Regions from separate parts of the Cyprinus carpio genome. Here region 1 is linked to region 2. A link is a contact called in public Hi-C data. All regions are on one chromosome and are shown on one strand. Each heading gives the region's core, a stretch centred on a gene start, on an enhancer-like site or on the middle of the called end of the contact. The rest is flanking DNA. Distances are from core to core; before and after follow the strand shown.

What was found. A called contact is a pair of places that touch in the nucleus more often than the background predicts.
Region 1: a contact with region 2 is called in a Hi-C map of red blood cells, with 7 times the contacts expected there. The contact joins the enhancer-like site here to the promoter of LOC109113235 in region 2. A contact is called at or near these places in 6 of 8 Hi-C or Micro-C datasets (liver, red blood cells and skeletal muscle).

The regions. Positions count from the first base shown.
Region 1 is chrB2:18,883,924-18,888,971 of ASM1834038v1, reverse strand. LOC109113235 (sodium- and chloride-dependent glycine transporter 1) reads right to left here. Exons shown (of 14, transcript XM_042718525.1): 3 at 2,562-2,718; 4 at 1,440-1,570; 5 at 1-140. Among protein-coding and RNA genes, the nearest start is that of ccdc24, 26 kb to the left of the region's middle. Within about 2 kb of position 1,916, at least 1 of the 8 cell types and tissues checked has an H3K27ac peak or open chromatin away from gene starts, as enhancers often do.
Region 2 is chrB2:18,849,409-18,854,906 of ASM1834038v1, reverse strand. LOC109113235 (sodium- and chloride-dependent glycine transporter 1) reads right to left here and starts at 4,225. Exons shown (of 14, transcript XM_042718525.1): 1 at 4,121-4,225.

The DNA of each region.
Region 1 (5,048 bases), core at 667-3,166, 36 kb before region 2:
GTGTTCCAGGGGTTGTTACAGTACGTCCAGGGCAGCAGGTTTGTCATGGACATGAAGAAGTAATAAAATGCAATGCAAATAACCACATTGTAGTAAATCCCAATATAGGTCGAGACCACCATCATTCCATAGCCCACACCGAAGGAAAGAGAACAACCAAATTACAATTTGGTTAGCGGATATTTAGTTTTGAAAACCCAGAAACCAACAGACTCATCTGAGAAACCTGTGATGTAACATCAAAAATAACCAACAACAGTGAACACAAAAACGTATATTAGGATTGCATGATATGGTACATAAATCTAGATGAAAATCGGATTATTTTGTAAAATACTGAAATATTGCATTGCAACACAATAAAGCATTAAATCATATTCTGCATTTCCCAATTTCAACAGTATGTGCCAAACATACCAACCAGTAGGTGGTGCCTGTTTTCATGAATTAAACATTATGGCGGCAGTAGAAATACTGAACCCCTCTAAACGAAATAAAACTAAACTATACTATATGAACTGAGCGAGTGACTAAATGAAGTGAATAAATGATTGAAGGAAAAGCTGGCTGTGGAAAAAAATATTTTTTTTCTGTTGATCTTTTGTTTATCCTCATTCATAATATTCACAATAAATAAATTAATTACATCAGAAAAGGTTTGCCACAATGACTAAAAATTTAACTGATATCTATTATTAAAGTAAAAATTTTTAGCCTTGAAGAAATTATGATGGTGGAACTGGTGCATTTAGCATTCACATGGCACATTTCTAAACCAAACTCAGATCACTTCCTGATTTTGTGAGGAGTGTTTAGATATTCCAAGTAGGGCTGTGCGATTAATCGAAATCGTAATAAAATTGTGATTTGCATGAGCATAGAGAGAGTTGTGAGTGAGTGAGTGAGTGAGTGAGTGAGTGAGCGAGTGAGAGGAGACATGTTTTAATTGCGCGCACTCTCTCCGGACGAGAGCTGCGTGTATCTGAGCACGAGTGTCTCGTTTTGTGACAAAACAAAGGAAATCTGCGTGCGAGCGGAGAGATTCGCGCTCGCACATTATTTTAATGTGCTTTCGCGTTACAATAACGCGCTCTCGCTGCTGCTTCTGAACCGCACACACATACTGTATACGCAATGCATTTATGACTGTAAAGCATGTCTGTGTGTGTCAAAATCGTGATTAAAATCAAAATCGCAAAATTGATCAAAAAATCGTGATAGGTTTTTTTTGTCCATATCGCACAGCCCTAATTCCAAGCCACCCTAAGGTGAAGAAAACGCTGTAAGAGTGTATTTAAAAATAATTACTAGTTTAACATGTAAAACAGGTCATGCCATACACTAAAGGGCAAACCAACCCACATAGATTTATCCGTGACTTCAGTTTTCATTGAAATATTTTTTGTTCTCACACCTCCTTTAATGGCCTCATGCTCACCTTTAAACATGGGGCTGACTTTCCAGACTCCCAAGCACCCGAGGGAGGTGAACTGCCCAAAGGAGAGCTCCAAGAAGAACAGAGGGATGCCACAAAACACCAGCATGATGAAGTATGGGAACATAAAGGCACCTGTGATACAAAAACGCCCACAGAGTTACATAACCATTTTATCCTGACACGTTAGTCTTCGAGCTAAAGACAGATACGTAGGTTTTCCTATTCACATAAATAGTAGGAAACAAAAGTAGTTTAAAAATGACACAAAGAATAGCCATGGTCTATTTTTAATTATAGTGTTCCCTAATGCTTATGCAAATAAGCAAGTAACACCTGATGTTAAACAATAGATCTAATTTTGACTGGACAAACTGCATTTCAACTGCATAATGGAATGGAATGTGGATTCATTGCTTTGTGTATTTTAATGACAAGGGCGGAGTATGGCCCTGGGCAATGGGGTTGATGTATCAGGGGCCTCAAACTGAGGGGCCCACAGTAGCCCAACATCAAGTAGCAAGACACTTCATCCTGATACAGATAGGTGAACATTGCTTGAATTATAATATGGATCTATTGAAATGCAATGAATGATCCAAGATGCATACAAATAGTTCAAAAAAAGCTGCTTGTGCCCTGTGGCCTAACAGGACCATAATCCATCCTTGTTTAAAGAGCCTGGAGTTCAGTTACTTATCTGAATTCTGGGCTAATTCAGGGTATAGCTTCCGATTAGAGTCAGCTCTAGCAATATGAGATCATGGGGCAGAGGTTTCCGGGCCAGGTCATTGGGAACCTGCTGCTAGAGACCCTTGCTTACTCTAGCTTGATCTATTTTAAGTGAGGTGTGTTATGAGACTTGATACCAAATGAGTAACCTTTTAAGGGAGCAAAAAATTTGGAAAGGACGCAGTGGTATGACTTACAAAAACAAAAACCTAAATACTATCAATTTTACTTTCGATTACGTCCATAGACTTTGAGACTTACATGAAAAACAATTAACTTATTCTATTTTAGGAATCTAGCAAGAAATTATAAAATGCTTAACCGTGCAGAAAAGGCACAGAAAGAAAGACAAGATAGATGATGGGAAAAGAAGAATAAAGTCAAAAATGGTCACCTCCTCCATTCCTGTAGCAGAGGTAAGGAAACCTCCAGACGTTTCCCAGCCCCACTGCGTAGCCAACACTGGTGAGGACAAACTCAATCTGGTTGCCCCAGTTTCCCCTTCTGGAGTTTTCATCTTTCTTTACTGGCTCTCCTGGAACCGCTCCATTCTGAAACAGACATAGGTATGAATGAAATTAAAATCGCTCTCATGAGTCAAAAGTAAACTAATTTTGTTTACAATAAGCACTCACAAAACAGAATCGAAAATAAAAGGAGTTAAGTAACAGGATAATTGATGCATAATATGCTCATCATTAAGATTCCAGGTTAATATTTATGAATGCATGTGAAAGTATATTTTAGCTGCTGTGACTGATTGTGGTTTTCTTTTTTAAAATCATCTTTTGGACCTCCCCAAGTTTGCTTAAAATGGTCCTGAAAACAGCATTTTTGCATTATATGGTCATCCAAGTCATTCAAAAATGCAAACATAAATTCTTATAAAATGGTTTCAGGTTAACTTTAGCATGACACAAGCCAACTGCACCACCCAAACAAAACTAAAACAATAATGTGAATGCCATGGTGAAGTGATACTGCGCATGCCTCCAACATATGGAGCTCCCAAGGTGATGCAAGTTTAAGTTTGGGTTGTCAATTCAGAACTCATGTCCCACGACTTCCTATAGCTCTCTACTAATAAAAATGTGTTAGAAGAAGACAACTACAAGAGAGCAAGAAGTTAGTCACATGTCAGAAAGTTTGTGTGAATTTTGTGAAAACTCCTAAATTGCATGCCAGCACACATGAGGGCTCAGATAGTGTGCTGGAGCGCACTTGATGTGAACTGAAATCACCGTCATGTGCACAAGACAAACATTTGGTCTTGTCGGCCTGATTTAAAGTTTACTCTCTCCATCTGTTCTCATCAGATGCTCTTCATGTTGACCTCTAAGGCAAGCTCACGATCTGATCTAAGCACGCGCTCTGTCCGCACAGTGAGCACACTGCGGGAGATGAACATTCAGCGACTATGCTTACGGTCTTCCCTGCAGCTCTGGGATGAATCCAGGCTGCACTTGATGATTCTAGTGAGCAATTTTGCTTTACAAATGCTTAGTTGACAACTAACTATGTGTTTCACCATTTTCATCAAGTATAATTGTCACTTAATTAATTCTGACAATTGTAACAACTTTCATCAAGTGTAATTGTCACTTAATTAATGTGAGTTAATAACTGTGTATGTAATAATTAAAAAGAATTAGAAACTCTTTAGTTGAAGTACCACTGCTGTGATATGCTGACTGCCTAAATATAAAAAGATTATGAGCTGGCTGTATAACTGTGTTGTAATATTTTGAATGGTAGCAAGAGGTCAGCTGTAATAGTACTCCTGCGTTTTTTTATTTAAGGTATATTAAGGTTTGCTTCAGGTTACACAAGGCACTAAACACACACACACACACCTATTTAGACTCAATGCAGCATCTGAGTCTGAGCTCCCTGGGACATTGCTTCACACAGGATCACACAGACACACGTGCATCAGCAAAATGAACAATAATCCAAAGTTTGCCTTCTAGCCCAAATGAAATATTCATTTTGTTAAGCATTAAACAATGCAACATTTCTTGAACACGAACACAAAAACCCTAGTGAGAACAGACAACTACCACTTATTCTTGAACCTGCAAATCGTCTAACTGTACAAGTCCACTGAAGCAGAGTGAGTGAAGCTGAGGAGGCATTTTCAATTCATTCTCTACAGGAGCTGAGTAACAGACTTGAGCAGGGGATTGTGGGAGTTGAGAGATGAGAGTGTCAAAACAATGAGAAACACTCAACTTAATGCAAATTGGTGGTGCGGCAACCAAACACTGTAAGGTTAAGGCAGTGACATCTGTCATAATTGAAAAAATATCCTGTAATTTCTGATGGATTATTGCAAATAAATGCACCCATCACTGCAAATTAATCAGGTTTTTGACCATGTGATGTAAGCAAATACTGCCATGCCACTACATATTTAAAGAGAGTACTGAAGGGATTTCTTCGGCATCAGTAGACAAACACATTGTTTAAGGCTGTTTTTAGACCTAAGACTGGGTAAAGTTCAGCAGCTGGGCACCTGTACACCAAAACAGGTGGGATCCTTGAGGTCAGAACACCTGGAAGATGGACCGACTTTTAATCTACAGCTACAGCAACATCAACATAAGCAGCAGCATAGCAGATCTATTCTGCCAAGACAAAATACATTAACATATCATATCCATTACCATGCTAAAATCTTCAGAGAGTTGTCATGACAGAAATATGCTTTAATGAAATGCTAGTCAATTCTTCTCTACATCTATCCACCAATAGTATTATAGTTCAACATAAATTATACAAGGGACTGCAGCTCTATAAATGAGACAGTTGATATTTTCCAAAACATGTCCCTTCTGCACTCACACACGAGGTTATTTTGGGTTTACCTTCCGGTAAATCA
Region 2 (5,498 bases), core at 2,976-5,475:
AAACTTTGCACAATTTTCTGGCAAAATGTTCAACTCCGAGTTAAAGCCATCAATCAAAAATAATCAGCCCTGCAAATATTGTACATCTTATAATATGGTATAACTGGAGCAACAACATGGATAGATTAAATCCATGCAACAACATGGATAGATTAAAAATATATATGGGTAAAATTACTACATTGATACGTTTACTGATTTGTGGTGTTTATCTGAGTTCACATTTACTTTTTACACTCTCACTATTTGCCGCTAACCCTACATCTCTGAAGTTTGTTCAACAGTTTGAAACAGTTTGTTACCACTACTGAAAATGGACATGATAAAATTAACGGGAACTTATCAGGCTTTGTCCACAGTATTTGGGTTACATGAAAAACAATGTTTGGGTTACATGGAAAAATTCTTAATTCTTGCATGACAGCACACCAGAAAAAAACAACAATGACATTCCCAATTTTCACTCAACCAGCACAGAAATATTGTTCATACAACCACTTAATCCCATTTACTTTACACAGTGGACAAATGGTGGACAGTCTGTCTGGCCAGGAAGCTCAACGTTTTGATTTTCGGTCTGATGAAGGTGGTCATGCATGGGTGCACTAACTGTGAAAAATAAACCTACCTTCCCAGACTACATAAACATTATTAGGACCTTTGCTCATTTTCAAATAGGGCCTAGCTTAAGACAAGCAATCTGAAAAGAATTTATCACAAACTGCTGCATCCTGGTATTCAACACTTTTATAACAACTTTGGAGATTTACAGGGCTATTGGGGGGGGGGTACTTCTATTGTTTTCTCATAGACTTTTAACCTCTAAACTGCACGCTGGAAATGTAAATAATTAATAATAATAAATACATTTTGAATTATGGACATTTGAAAAAGAGCAAACTAAAAGCCCATTAAAGTACCACACTCTGGCACTTTTCCAGCTTGTGACAGAATGTCAACACAGGACACTTTTTTTACGTATTGGAGCTAAACCAGACCATGTATGGTACAGAGGTTTTGCTTTGACAGAGTGGTTACTTAACATGCCTCTACGGGCTCCTCTGCTTTATCATAATAGATCCCGACATGTTTGAGCACAGATTGAGCCCAGATGTGGCTGTGTGATTATCCTACATCTTTTCCTCTCTACGATGGTAAAAATAATCTCAGCATGCCCAACATGCATTTAAACATGATGGATATGCATGAGCAAAGTATGCTACAACAATCTGTTACATCACCGGTGAACCTCATTTCCACTGGGGCCTGTGCACAACTGAATGTTGGAGGAGGGTCTTTTATTTGTTTACACACAGCCTCTTTCCTGAATTGTTTTTTTTTTTTTAGGAAACTAAAAGGAAGAAATAAATGTTTTATTTAGACCCTAATGGCAGAACGAAGAAACTACAGATTGTACTAGTGCACAGGCCTTTCAATGCAAGAAGCAGATTCATGCATTTACAAAGGAAAAATATAAATTTAGTTCATAAAAGATTGATCAAATGGTCAGATTCTTTTATCACCACTATATTTAAAAACAATTAGAAGAATATTGTTTCTTGTAATACATACCAGATCCTGATGTATTACATGTGCTGAATGACAAAATTACTAAATTAACAATAAAAAGAAAACTGAACGTGTTGAAATAATATAACTAAATATCTGCATCATTCTGAAAAGCACCGGAAAGAATATTCAGGTTAAATCAAGTACTATTGCTAATTATACACTCAAACTAAGAGAGTTCTAGTATGTTCTAGGCAGTATGTTCTGTCTAGTATGACATCGAAACCACCTTACTTAAGGTTAGAGTACTTGCGTTTCTCATTTGTAAGTGACTTTGAATAAATGTAAATTTTATATGACACTTGGAAATCAAAAGTTGTGTAACAAGTTCCTGTGACAATATATAAGAAAGGCATTTATTCTTGTGTTTGTACACAAAAATATTCACTTTCAAAAATGTTGTACGGAATGTATGGGTACTGTAATATCCTGAGATTAATCTAATTTTAATTAAAAAGACAGTTTACACGTGCATCATTAAAATAATGACATATGAGTGTCTGAGCCTAAAGTAGTAAGAGTCCACGAGTGCTAGCTGACTATACACTGTAACCCATGATAAAAAATATTTAAAGGTATGGTAAAGCTGCTAACATTTAATTAAAACTAAAACTAAAACTGAAAGGGGGGGGGGGGGGGGGGTGTTTGTGGGAGGACTTTAAACCACTGGAAAAATTTTAACCGCATGTGTGCCATGGAGAAATTATACAGGTTCAACCGGTTCTCCATATGTAATCAAATGATAAGCCCAATAAACAGATACCATTAAAGGATGTAATTATTCTACAGCTTGTAGGGTGCAAAACGTATAAACAGCATCACCGCTAAAATTTCACCCATACCTGTTATTAATAACATTCTGATCTGAAACGAATAATAAGCGATAGTTTAACAAATCTATTAAACAGTTAAATTTCAAACAACTGATTATCAGAAACTTTTTTAAACCTACCAATCTCTTCCTAGTGTTATGAAATAAAATACGGAAGAATCACTCGACTGTAAGCTACATCTCGTGTAGTATTTTTTGGTCTTACCACCGCTCGCTCCTTGGTGTCATACAGAAGACAGCACTGAGAGTGGATCTGATGCAAATGCTCTGAGAGGAGTACCGGCGTCTGGAAAGTTTTGAACACGACCCTTTAAACTGATGGACATTTCTTTGTTAAACCTCCAATATCCCAAACACGCTGTTCAGATGTGGCCCCGCCCCTCGACCAAAGACCACCCCCCCAGAACGCATGTGTTAGTTTTAAGATTCATTCAAGGCTTTCATAAGTGACGTAAGGATAATGTGATTACAAAGCAGTAATGGTACGGCTAGCGTACTGATTTTTGCCTGAAAACAAACATGCGCAGACATAAAATAGGCTACCTCTTAAATAATCTGGACCATGATAAACGGAATAAAAATCAATGAAATCAAATCAATAATTTCGGTTATGATGAAGACGCCAGGCAGATCACCTTAACAGAGGATCTGACTGAGATCAAGATATTATAACTAGCCTAACTAAAAATTTACCGGTAGTGTTGAGCACGTGTGTTGCTGCGGATGTTTCCTGTAGACATTAGACCTGCGACTGTCATTGAGTAACGGACGTACACTGCAAATAAAGATTTAGATTTTAAAAAATTATTAGACTAGTACTTCCTAAATCAGTTATTTTTGGCTTCTGAATCCTTTCAAATATGACAAATGAAAAAAAAAAAAAAAAAAAGAGTGCGAGGTGTGCTACCAAACGTTAAACATATTGCCTTGTCGCATAGCAACCCAGTTCGCAGGCAACACAATAACTTATGTGAGCGTGGAATGAATATCATGGGTGAATGAGGACATATAGCGACAGACACGTATTCTTTACCTTTTTATTTTCTAAATGATGCTGGAAGACGCTATAAGGAGGATACACACGCTTCCCCATTCACGCGCCGTTGCGCAGTGTAGAGCCGGGTTTAACAAAGGCTAGCAATACAAAAGACAACATTAGCTGTATATAAGGTATGCCATTGGTCCCTCTAGCTTACCACACTAAAGAGGAAATGGCCTACATACACAACGATAATACATTGTTTCACCCAAGAGGCAGAAGATCATGGTTCTTCTAACTCTGGTAGTTAAGCCTTAAACCTAAATTATCTTGATACACAACATCAATGTGTGTCTATAACCTTGCACAAAAATAGAAAAAAGTTTAATCTTTGTAGTCATTAGTCCTCCACTTATGCAAACAGCTCAGTCATAAAATCTCTAAATAAAATCTTTATGAAAATGGAGCATGGTTATTAGCGTCAAAGGAAACCTTTGAAAGCTGTGAGACCAAATCCCACAAAAAGTCTGGTTTGTCAATAAATCTGCATATTCTGTCTGCATCATTATTTAGATAATTAAGTCATTAGTTCAGTAGTAGCCTTAACGTTTTAATAGTTAAATGACTGTTTGGGAAAATTGGGAGCAATATGGTTAACTTTAAAAACATTTAAATGAATTCTTGCTATAAGCCAAAGTTAGATGAATATGTTTTTAGAGTTTTATCTTGCTCACCAGTACCTCTGAACACTTGCAGCATCTTTGTTAGTGTAGCCCAGTGTGTGCTCAACTATGCGAGGCATTGCATCAGCAGGCGCATCAGAGACAAAGCGTAGGAAAGACTGCCATCTCGTGGTAGAAATCGATACCCTCGGATAAACTTTACCAAATTCCTAATTAAACATTCTTTGTCAAATTAACCAAATTTCAGAAACTTCTCCGGCTCAATTTTTTTTTTATTTTGTTAACATTTAAAACAAACATAAATATTGGTGAAAACAAAAATAATAAATGTATATTAAGTGGGTAATCCACTTAGAGGGGTCAAAAAGACAATTTCCAACTTGGAGTCAGATTACTGGGGAGTAAAATGGCTTCAGAAAGTTTTAAACAATAAATTGTTAAATTGTACACGATTTCAGTGGTCAAAAATCCAAGGATATTAAGATACTTTTAATACTTGAGTTACAGGCTCTCAAGTATTCAGGATTTCTTTCCATTTTTGAACTGTCACCATTGGCATTTAATGCAACAAAGATTGCTAAAGTCAACAGATTTTACTAATAGACCAACCAGTCATTGTATTAAAATATCAATGATTCTGCCATCTTCCTACAGTCATTTTATGCACCTGTAATTTGGCTTCAAATCAAAAAAAATCACCATTTTAACCCCCTGTACAAAATTAATTAAACACTAAATATAGCCTACATCTATTGACTAGTTAGGCTTTCTTCTTAATTTATGATTTTCTTTCACCATTAACCTTTTTTTTTTTTCTTTGGTTGAGTTGACACAGAATGACCCAATGACTATATTACAAACTCTGCTGTACGACATTGCATCCTGCTCTAATTGCCTGAAATGTGTTTTTGACACTGTATTTCAATATGTATTTGAATGTGGAAAGTAATTGTTTTATATTGTACAGTGTACAGTGACAGTGTAGCTGAACAAAGGTGTTTTGATGTAGTGTGACTTCCTGTCAGCAGAGGGAGACTGCACTAAAGCTTTTGTTGTAAATTTGTTTTCTCTTTATTGAATCTCTTACAATTTTACAGTAGCCAGGTAGTATATAAAGGCAGTTTTAAGAAAGGAGGCAAAAAGTCACAAAATTACAATTAAATAAATTATACAAATAAATCAACAAATACAGATTTAATAATAAAAACTTTTATTATCTCTTATTTAATTATGAACAGTTTTTAGGTATTGCTGAACTTCTGGCTTTTGTTGTAGACTATTTGTTTTATCATAAGTTGACACACGTGTCTCTTGTTATTATTTGTAATAAAATTCAAGTCAGTGAAAATAACTTGACAACCTTCCTTCCACTGGTTTGACCAATATGAGATTCTGTGACTAAACTGCCTACCTATTTTTAGACAGCAGAGGGCGA